Regions from separate parts of the Mus musculus genome. Here region 1 is linked to region 2. Evidence: chromatin contacts called from public Hi-C data. All regions are on one chromosome and are shown on one strand. The core of a region is the stretch at or near the end of the contact, and the rest is flanking DNA. Distances in the headings are between cores, read along the strand shown.

Region 1 (4,595 bases), core at 445-2,944, 200 kb after region 2:
GGAGAAGCAGAAAAAAAGCAGAGGTAGCACTCACTGTAAGAGAACCTTGAGGGGGAAATGGTTTTGATCTATTTTTTTCCATTCTCATAAATGTTGGTCAAAGACTAATTCCTCTTTTTGTAGCAATGTATGGTGACCTCAAATATGGTAGAAATCCATTTTGAGCTAATAAGGAACTGTAAGACCCAGAATGCATGTAGCCCTTAGAAACTGGAAAAGACAAGATATTGGAAAGTCCCTGGTAGTTTAGAAAAGAACACAGCCATGCCACCACCTTGAAGTTGGTTTGGGTGTCTGAGCTCTAAAAATGTTAGTTTGGGGTAATGCTTTATCAAGGCATTAGGAAAACAACAGAATGAACTGCTTCTTTGAAATTTGATTTTTCTTCCCTCTCTTTGGATATGGCAGAAGCTCCACCATTTATTCAGGTCACAAGTAGGTGCTCTCTTTATTCCTTCTTCTCCAGATGCACCCATCTATAACAACATCAGGTTCTGTAGATTTTCGCTAACAAGTCGCCCACTGAGTCCTTCACTAATTCAGATCATCTGCATCAATAACTTCAAGAGGAGGGAAGCAGCACTCACCATTCACCAGCCTCTCTCCACTGAACAGCCAGTTAAATCTGTCCTGAAGATTTCACGTTTAGATCTGTCTCCTTGAAACACTTCTATGATGTGCTTTGTCGCTCAGTCAGAGTGTCCTTACATGGTTTTAGATCCTCCATTGTTTACCTGTCTTCTATCATATTTCCCAATACTCACCATAATAAAAGCATTCCCTCAAGTGTTGGTGATGGCTTCTGGGTCTCCAAAGCTACAATTTGGGTGTAATTAGTGCTCCATTTTCATCTATTTTTAAGACCCAGATTTACTCCCTTCATCTTGTACAAGGTCCACTAAAGAGCACCCTGACGTCAGGACCTTGGGCTCTCATCCTAACACAGTCATCACAGTAATTAATGTTTATTCTCTATGAGGGCAGCTTCTACTGAACTTTTTACTATGCTATTTCTATCCTGGGCACAGCATAGTTAGGAATAGTTAGCACAGTCAAGTTAGGAGTAACTGTAATATATTGCTATATTTACATTACCATTAATGTCTTACTGTGTCTAATTTACATATTAATATTTTGTAGACATGTATGGGAAATGCAGAGAAGTATCTGGGGCTGCAATTTCAGATGTACATTGGGGAGGGATTATTACTGGAGTTTCACAATCAGAAAGTAGTGCATGTCTACAGGTGTATTACTTAGAGGAACTTGGAAAATACTCAAACAGGGAACAAAAGCAATCCTGGTGGTGGGTTTCTTGTTACCCAGAAGCGTACAAGAACAGAAATCATGTTTTCTGACTTTGAACAGAAGATTGCCAGTGCAACAACTAGTTCAAGCCCTCTGAACCTGCATCCTATCTGTAATTAGACATGTCTCATAGGTTTGTTATGAGAAAGAATGCTCTGCAAGAACCCAACAGAAGCAGAGAACCAGCCAGACACACAACTTAGGGCACAGACAGAACTCTGGGAAAGCCCACCCCATCTATCACTGGTACCGCCCCCTGGGCAGAACTCTACTTCTGATTGGGTAATTTCCTGTCTGTCTTACCGTTCCCAACTGCGGAGCCCAATCGCGTCAGGCTCCGCGAGGCGCCAGTCTTCCGGTACAGCGCTTGCATCGCGGCGGGCGGAAGTGGCGCCGCTTTTTTGAAATCGGCCGAGTGGGCTCGCGCCGGACCCGAGCCGCCGGGGGTGCCATGTCCACCCCTCCGCTGGCGCCCACGGGCATGGCGTCCGGGCCCTTCGGCGGCCCGCAGGCTCAGCAGGCCGCGCGCGAGGTCAACACGGCCACGCTGTGCCGCATCGGGCAGGAGACCGTGCAGGACATCGTGTACCGCACCATGGAGATCTTCCAGCTGCTCAGGAACATGCAGGTGGGCGCCTGGGGTGACAGAGCTGGTGAAAGCGGGCCTCCGCGGGCGACCTCAGGGTGGCCGGGTCGCCTCTACACCCCAGGTCCTCAGCGTGTATCCCCTTGCCCTGAGAGGCCGCAGGTGTGGAGGTCCCACCTCCTCCTTACCCCATACCTGGAAGACCTCAGGCTGGCCATCCTGCTTTACACCCTTGGTTCCCAGTATGTGTCTGTCTCACGCCCTGGAAAACCCTCAGGCATGGACACACCCCCTTATACCCAAAGTCCCCACCGTGCATCTATCTCTTGCTCAGGGTTACGACGGGTGGACACCCCGTTATGCCAATGTCCCCAGCATGAGTCTGCCATCTGACATGAGCGATTCCAGACATGGTCACCCCTATTTTCCCCAGAACTGTTACCCAGCATGCGTCTCTCCCCCACCCCAGGCGACTCCTATACTAGCTATGCTCATTACCGCTAGAAGTGTCACAAGCATATCTGTCCCCCAACCCCATCGTGCTTTTCAAAGTTCAAATGGATCACGCTGTACTTGCTTTTTAAAATTACTTTAAAAATTTTAGAGCAAAATTTCTCCTGAAGGAGATGCCCCGAAGCTGAAGAATTCAGACAATAGTGTAACCCCTTTCTAGACTTAACTAGACTACAGTAAGCTGTGCAAATGTAAAGTTATGGCATATGTTTAGGAATATACTTGTGACCTTATCATAGTTGCAAGAGTGAAAACAAGTGTTATCCAAGAAGTTTCCTTGCATCCCGTGGCATGTTTGCCTCCATCCCCAGGGAGCCAGTGTTAGTGTTTTTCCAGTTGTATGTGATAAGAATCACATAGCATGTGAGCTCTATTGGTCCAGGTTCTTTCAGCATATACTTATGTTATTTTTTTCTCTTGCTAATTTGTTGAGTGACTACGTGGCAGCCTTTGCATTCGTTCATCTGTATGAACGAATTTGTAAATAATGACAAAAATTTTTTAATGGATTTTTTTGTATGGGAATGTGTTTCAGTTGATTTCAGAGTGGAATAGCTGAATTATGTATGTATGTGTGTGTGTGTGTGTGTGTGTAATTTTTTTAATGTGTCTGATCTATTTGAATCTCCATCTCTGAGGGTCCTTGTTTACCTCTGCTTTATCGTCATTTGTTACTGTTGTCTCTCTTTACTTTCCCAGGTACTTAAGTCGGCCACTCATTTCTTTTCTTCTTGAGGAGCAGAGGGTTTATCATTTTGAGGGCATCCTACTTGTTGATTTGTTCATCCATAGTTCTTGCTTTTGGTATCAAACTTAAAATTTAAAAAGCAATGGATGTTTCCTGTGGAAGTTTTGCTCTTTGAATCTCTCCTTGTGTTTATCTCCTGGCTAGATTCTGAAGGGATGATATGGGCAATCCGTTTGGGTCTAAGTTCATCTTTTGGCTCCAGATTGTGACAGTACCATTTGTTAGTCGTTCTTAGAGCTTGCTTATCCTCACATTACAAGATGCAGAAAGCATCTTTGTTCTACTCCTGAGGAGCCTGTGGGTCAGCGAAGTAAACTGACTGCCCCAAAGCTACTCAGCATAGTATAATTGATGCCATATCTGGAGCCTGTTAACATCTTTTACTTCTATGGGTGCCTGTCTTAGTCAGGGTTTCTATTCCTGCACAAACATCATGACCAAGAAGCAAGTTGGGGAGGAAAGGGTTTATTCAGCTTACACTTCCATGCTGCTGTTCATCACCAAAGGAAGTCAGGACTGGAACTCAAGCAGGTCAGGAAGCAGGAGCTGATGTAGAGGCCACGGAGGGATGTTACTTACTGGCTTGCCTCACCTGGCTTGCTCAGCCTGCTCTCTTATAGAACCAAGACTACCAGCCCAGAGATGGTCCCACCCACAAGGGGCCTTTCCCCCTTGATCACTAATTGAGAAAATGCCTTACAGTTGGATCTCATGGAGGCATTTCCTCAACCGAAGATCCTTTCTCTGTGATAACTCCAGCTGTATCAAGTTGACACAAAACTAGCCAGTACAGTGCCCTAAAGAGTATTTTATGGCTTTTGTTTGCCTTAAGAAAAGATAATTGAGATTTTCTTCTTCGATTTTTATAAACGTGTTTCTGTTTTGTGGGACTCTCTTAGCACTCTATCAGTAACTCAGTGTGAAATGTTACACAAAGATAGTACCATGATAAGTGGACTCAAAAGAGAAGTTTGAAATTCTTTGGCAGTTTCAAGTGAATGGATTCATAACGAAATGTCTAGAGTGTGGATTGTATGATGTCTCCGAATTCAGCGGGCACTGTGTTTCTTATATTTAAGCCTGCCCTGTGCCAGCAGCTGGGTTAGAGTGTGTAGAAGCAGGTATGGTCACAGACACTAAACCCTCGCCAATTACTCTTCTTGGTCGGGTACATAATTGTAAGAACAATTTCAAGAGGTATTTTTTTTATTCCTATTTTACAGTTAAGGAAACTGAGGATCAAAGAGAGAATAAGTGGACCACCCACCGTCACAGATGACTATAATAACCTGTTGTTGCATCGTTAAGTTGTTGTTAAACCATCTCTTTTAGTAACAGATAGGATTCAAGTCCATCACCTGCAAGAAAGAGACTTTCTGAAAGTCCCGGCCCATAACCGAGCTCCAGGTAGATCTGTTTTTCTAACTGGTTTGTAAGGGC
Region 2 (4,945 bases), core at 1,927-4,426:
CACTGGGTAGGGTCTGAGGTGCAGATGCTCCGCAGGCAAACAAAACAAACAAAAAACCAAAATACAGTTAAAAACCAAACCAAAACAGTAAAGGCAGAGCCCTTCATGCCTCTTTTACATCATCATAGTTTTAAACGGTATTTTAAAGTTTATTATAAAAAGTTCAAAAAAAAAGCATAAATTAACCAGATCTAAAGAGTATAAAACTTAATAAACTTCTTTCTATACATTATAGTAACCAATCAAAACACAATCTATGGAGGGAATCCCCTGTGAATTTTATGATTTCACTGTTTTTTAAAATAAAATTTAAACACTTTTTAAACTTTTATCACCAAAGATAAAAATCTGTAACAAAGTTAAACTATTCATTGCCTGCATTCAGTCCTTCCTCACCTATACTATTTAGCCTTCTCGTTCTCCCCTGTGCATATAATGTACCCACAACCACATTTGTTTTCACGAATCATTCATCATTGGCTAGATTGTCCATACGAGGAAGAATATGCCGGGTTTTTCTATATTATTTTGCCAAAAAAGTCTACACTAAATGAGCAGACTATTTTAAAATGAATTTCAGAAATAAAGAAAATGAGCAATCCTGTTGTAATTCTAATTTCAGTTAAATATTAAATATGAAGTGATCACTTCCCAGAGAAAAATCGCACAGCAAGCCATTTTCATGGAAAAAACTTTCTTTTTATTTCAAGATATCTAGGAAAGAACAATGACGGCTTTCCTCTCAAAAATTTTTTCTCATGTTTGGGGTGAGCTCACGCTTTTTAGAGGTGGGAATGGGTGGGGGGGGGGGACGTCTAGAGATAGTCCAATGGCCTGAATTTCTATTATGGGTTTCCAGCTGGCCTCAATCATCGAATCAGAACACAGATATGCAAAAGGCACATTTTATGTAGACAAACTAACATGATGAGTCCACACACTTCCAACAATCTAGCGCATTGCACCGTGCTTCCCTTCCCACAGCCAAACCCGAGAGAAAGGTCTCTTGCCTTCCCTCCATCTCCTCTTCAGCAGCAAAACTTCCACAGCCAGCTCTGCTGTGTCTCCCGGTCACGTAACTTCTCTCTACAGACACATTTGATTAAAGGTATCAGATCAGCATCGACACCTTCGCTGGGTAAGGTCAGAGAAGCCAGCTTCTCCCACACAAGAGAAAATCTATACCTTCGTTACAAACCATGCTACCCTAGGCGACAAAGAAAAAGTATTCTGAGGGTGGGGCAGGCCGGCAAGTTTGATAGTTTGTTCTAGACAGCACACATTTCCCATTTTTCAAAGCTTGATGAACCATAGTGATAATACTAGATAAAAAAATATAAGTTCAGGATTTTTTTCTTTCCTTTCTTTTTTCTTCTCCTTCCTTTTATTCTCTCACACCCCAAACTTCTCTTCCTCACTTGAAAGCTATCTGCATTTGCTGGGAGCCTGGCTTCAGGTTCCATGACGAAGCACGAGCTCCCCCTACCGACGTTCTTGAAGAAAGACAGGATCTGTCACTCTCCACCACAGATTTTTTTTTTTTTTTTTTCTTCTCTCCTAAATTTGGTCCAACTAGTAGAAAATTATTTAAATACGTGCACACTTGAAAATTCTTGTGTTTTGAGGGAGGATTCGATTTTCACTTCTGGAGAAATATTTTAGCCAGCGTATTAATGCAAATGCTTTCATTCCCATGAAAGCTATAACAGCACTCCATTCAGAGACAGTACGGTTTAGAAGTCTTTTACCAGGCTGTGTGTTCCAGCATGAAATTGATGTAAAACTCAGTAGTTTAAAAGAAAGTGCTCTGCCATTTCAGAAAAACAAACAAACAAACAAACCCCCAAGAATTCAGAATCCTGCTGGCAGTGGAGAATTGCCAGCAGGAACAGCAAAGAACAGGCCAGGAACCAAAATATAACACAGGAGTGATGTGTGTCACGGAAAGAGGTTGAGACTAGTCAAGCAATTATAGGTAAGGTGTCAAGTATGCATGGTTTCACTTTTATTTTCTGGACACCTTTGGCATTGGTGTTTAAATTCTGGGATGCAGTTAACATGGATTTCCAAGCTGCTTGTCATGTATTCCATGTTCTTAAATTTGGGGTTAATAAAACCCATCCAGAATAACTTTACAATCCAGATGGTGCCATACTGATGTGATACAGAAGGGCAGTGGTTTAGAGAAAGCCCAAGGATGCCTCACAGACTGTGGCTCATGAAAGATGAGTGAGAGATGTCTGGAAAGAGCTGGTGAACAAGACAGTGAGAAATGAGGGTGTGGAAGGTCAGGCCCTTAAAGTCTAAGATGTGGACAAGATGCCCAGTTGTCTGTAATGGAAACCAGTTTATTATTAAACAGATACTTCATCTGCTGGCATTTTGAGGACACTGATATAGAATCAGGCAGCACTGATAAAGGACTGGGGACCACTTAGAGGAGTCTACAGATGAGCATAAGGAACCACTGCCCTTAGCAATGAGATTCCTCTGCAGATCGATCTGAAGTTTCTTGGGCCATACCTGCACAGAGGTGTATCTTCAGAAGGATCAAGTACAAGTCCCTGGGTGAACAACACTATCCTGCCAAGGAACTCCATTTTATACCTGTGTCCAGAATGCTGATGGGGCTGCTGTATCGTGTCAGGAAACGATTATTTTGTGCATCTCATCTTGACCCCACATTTATTATTATGTTGGTGAGTAATTAAGTCACAAGAAGTGAGTTTGCACCATGGAAATTGGAAGAAGCTACAAGTAGAAGATCTTACATCACCCAGAAAGCTGATTGCTCAACACAGATCATCAGCATATTCTCATACATACCACATGCATGTACATATGTGCGCATGCATGTGTATATAGTCACCAGAGAATCTTAAGCAAAAAGAGGTGAAGTTATTTTTGTCAACTATCCTCTCCCGTATTACACTCCACAGAACCCCTTGAGCATATCCCATTATCATAGTCAGAAAGGAGATTTTCAGAGCAGGGTGAAACCTGTTATTTAAAAAAAAAAAAATAACCATTCATCTGGCACATCAGAGTCAAGAAGAGTACGTTTCAACCCTGCTATGCTTAATAAGGAGAAAAAAAAATCCCTTCTGGGTCATTACTGGAAATGTCAGCTGCTGCAGTCTGTCATCTTTCGGTTGATGGAGCATACACATTCCATTCAAGTCACTGGGCTTGACTCTCAGCTCACATCCCTTACTGTGTGGTCCATTCAGCCTGAGTGTCCTTTGCCTTATCTGTGAAAGAGAGACAACATATCCCATCCCACCAGGGCAACAATAGAATGACAGAAAGGTCATGGGTTATTAAGCCATCATCAGCTTAATAATAATAAAAAAGAAAAAAAAAGGACTACAAATAGATATTGGTCCAGTTGTCCATGTCAGTCGCTCTCTGTCTTTCACCTTTGATGAGTTAGAGAAACCCCGCTGGGACCAGGTGATGAAAGGATCAGAATCGTCCTCCTGTGGTTTAGAAGCTTACAAGCTTGTCCGTGCTATAGGTTGGTACTTGAGGAGGGTGGGGGCCGAGCCTCGCTGCAGAATCAAGTAAGATCTACAAGGCACGATGAAGTCTGGGTCTCACCGCCTCTAAAAATAAACCCCCAAAGCCAGACTTTCCAAAGGATCTCTCTAAAAGCAAATCAAAAGGACCTAGAACAGGCTTGCTCATCCCCACATGCCCTTGAATGGAAAACCTCGGTGTGCTAAGTGATAGGAAAGCGGTAGCCAGCACCGAACCAATGGCGGACACAGAATAAGATTGTACGCCTCACAGGCCTCCCTCAAGAAATAGAGAGGGAGGTGGAAAAAAAAAAGGCAGAGAGGTGAACAGGAGCATGAAAGACCTTTTTCATTCCCAATTAAGTGTGGAATGAAAGAATGTGATCCGTGCGAAAAAGAACACGGCTGCTGCTGGCAGCGGTGAATGCCGAGCACCGTTTTAATATTTGCTGTCTGCCATTAGGAAGAAAGAGCCTGGATAATTGCCCAAATTTCATAACCTTTAATTATATACATCCCCGAGGACAAATTAAAGAATGTGCCAATAATACCTGAGATTCAGGTTAGCGTTCTGGAAGCTGTCAGATGCCTGCCTTGTAGGGTAGGGGAATTTTCTTAGATATTTTTCACACCTTGTCCGGGAGGGAGAAAGCAAGAAGGTTGGGGAAGGATTTAAGAGTTCTGATGTGGCTCTTGTTTCACTTGTGTCCACGGCCCCTTTTCTTCACTGTCCCATAGGCACCCGGCTGTGAGGGACCTCCAGGGAAAGATTCCAAGCAGTCACACTTAAGATCTATTTTACAGGATCAAAGTAGTTACAGTGGCCCAGTCTTCACATTCTTCCTTTGTCAGGAGGCTTTGAAGATGTGATGTAGTACTCCTGGGGCTGGCCTCCTTTAGCAGAGCTTTCTAGAGGAGTCTGATAAGGCATCGGTGCTTGGAATGATGTATAGACACGAGAAACAGGAGGAAGGAACAAGGCTGAGACCAGGGCTGACAGCAGGATGAAAACAGGCTCCATGACGTGTATGAGCTTCCAAAGGGACAAGAGTAGAGGGCACGCCAGAGCCAGACTGCAGGAAGCCATGCTCTGGTGTGTGCTCACAGTCAGCTGACACAGTGGCATTTTGAACCTCAGATCTAAGGGTGACAGTACCTCTGTGTCCTGTAAGCACCGAGGGTGCCTTTGTCAAATTAGGGAACTGGAAAAGTGGTTAGAATGCTAGTTGTGTCACTAAGCAGAGCTTCCCCATTGGCACACACACAAACACACGCCACTTGCTGTCATTTAGTTCCTCCCTGTACTAGGATATATTTATAAATATTGGCCTTGGTGCATGGATGTTGGGGCATAAGGTTTACTGGAGAAGCTAGACTTAAGATGCCTGAAGTATATTAGAAAATATGAGTTTGCAACATCAAAACTC

The links. Hi-C and Micro-C count contacts between places; a contact is called where the count stands out from the background.
Region 1: a contact with region 2 is called in a Hi-C map of the C2C12 cell line, with 5 times the contacts expected there. The contact joins the promoter of Med30 here to the enhancer-like site in region 2. A contact is called at or near these places in 4 of 39 promoter capture datasets (the 3T3-L1 cell line and liver), 7 of 484 Hi-C or Micro-C datasets (the C2C12 cell line, Th1 cells, adipose-derived mesenchymal stem cells and 3 more) and 2 of 115 datasets of contacts at active chromatin or transcription factors (the SCID.adh cell line and bone marrow-derived dendritic cells).

The regions. Positions count from the first base shown.
Region 1 is chr15:52,710,751-52,715,345 of GRCm38.p6, forward strand. Med30 (mediator complex subunit 30) reads left to right here and starts at 1,695. Exons shown (of 4, transcript NM_027212.2): 1 at 1,695-1,936. The coding sequence starts at 1,760.
Region 2 is chr15:52,505,640-52,510,584 of GRCm38.p6, forward strand. No RefSeq gene overlaps it. Among named protein-coding and RNA genes, the nearest start is that of Gm23267, 8.5 kb to the left of the region's middle. Within about 2 kb of position 3,177, at least 2 of the 459 cell types and tissues checked have an H3K27ac peak or open chromatin away from gene starts, as enhancers often do. A contact at or near this core is called in the C2C12 cell line, where this site is marked.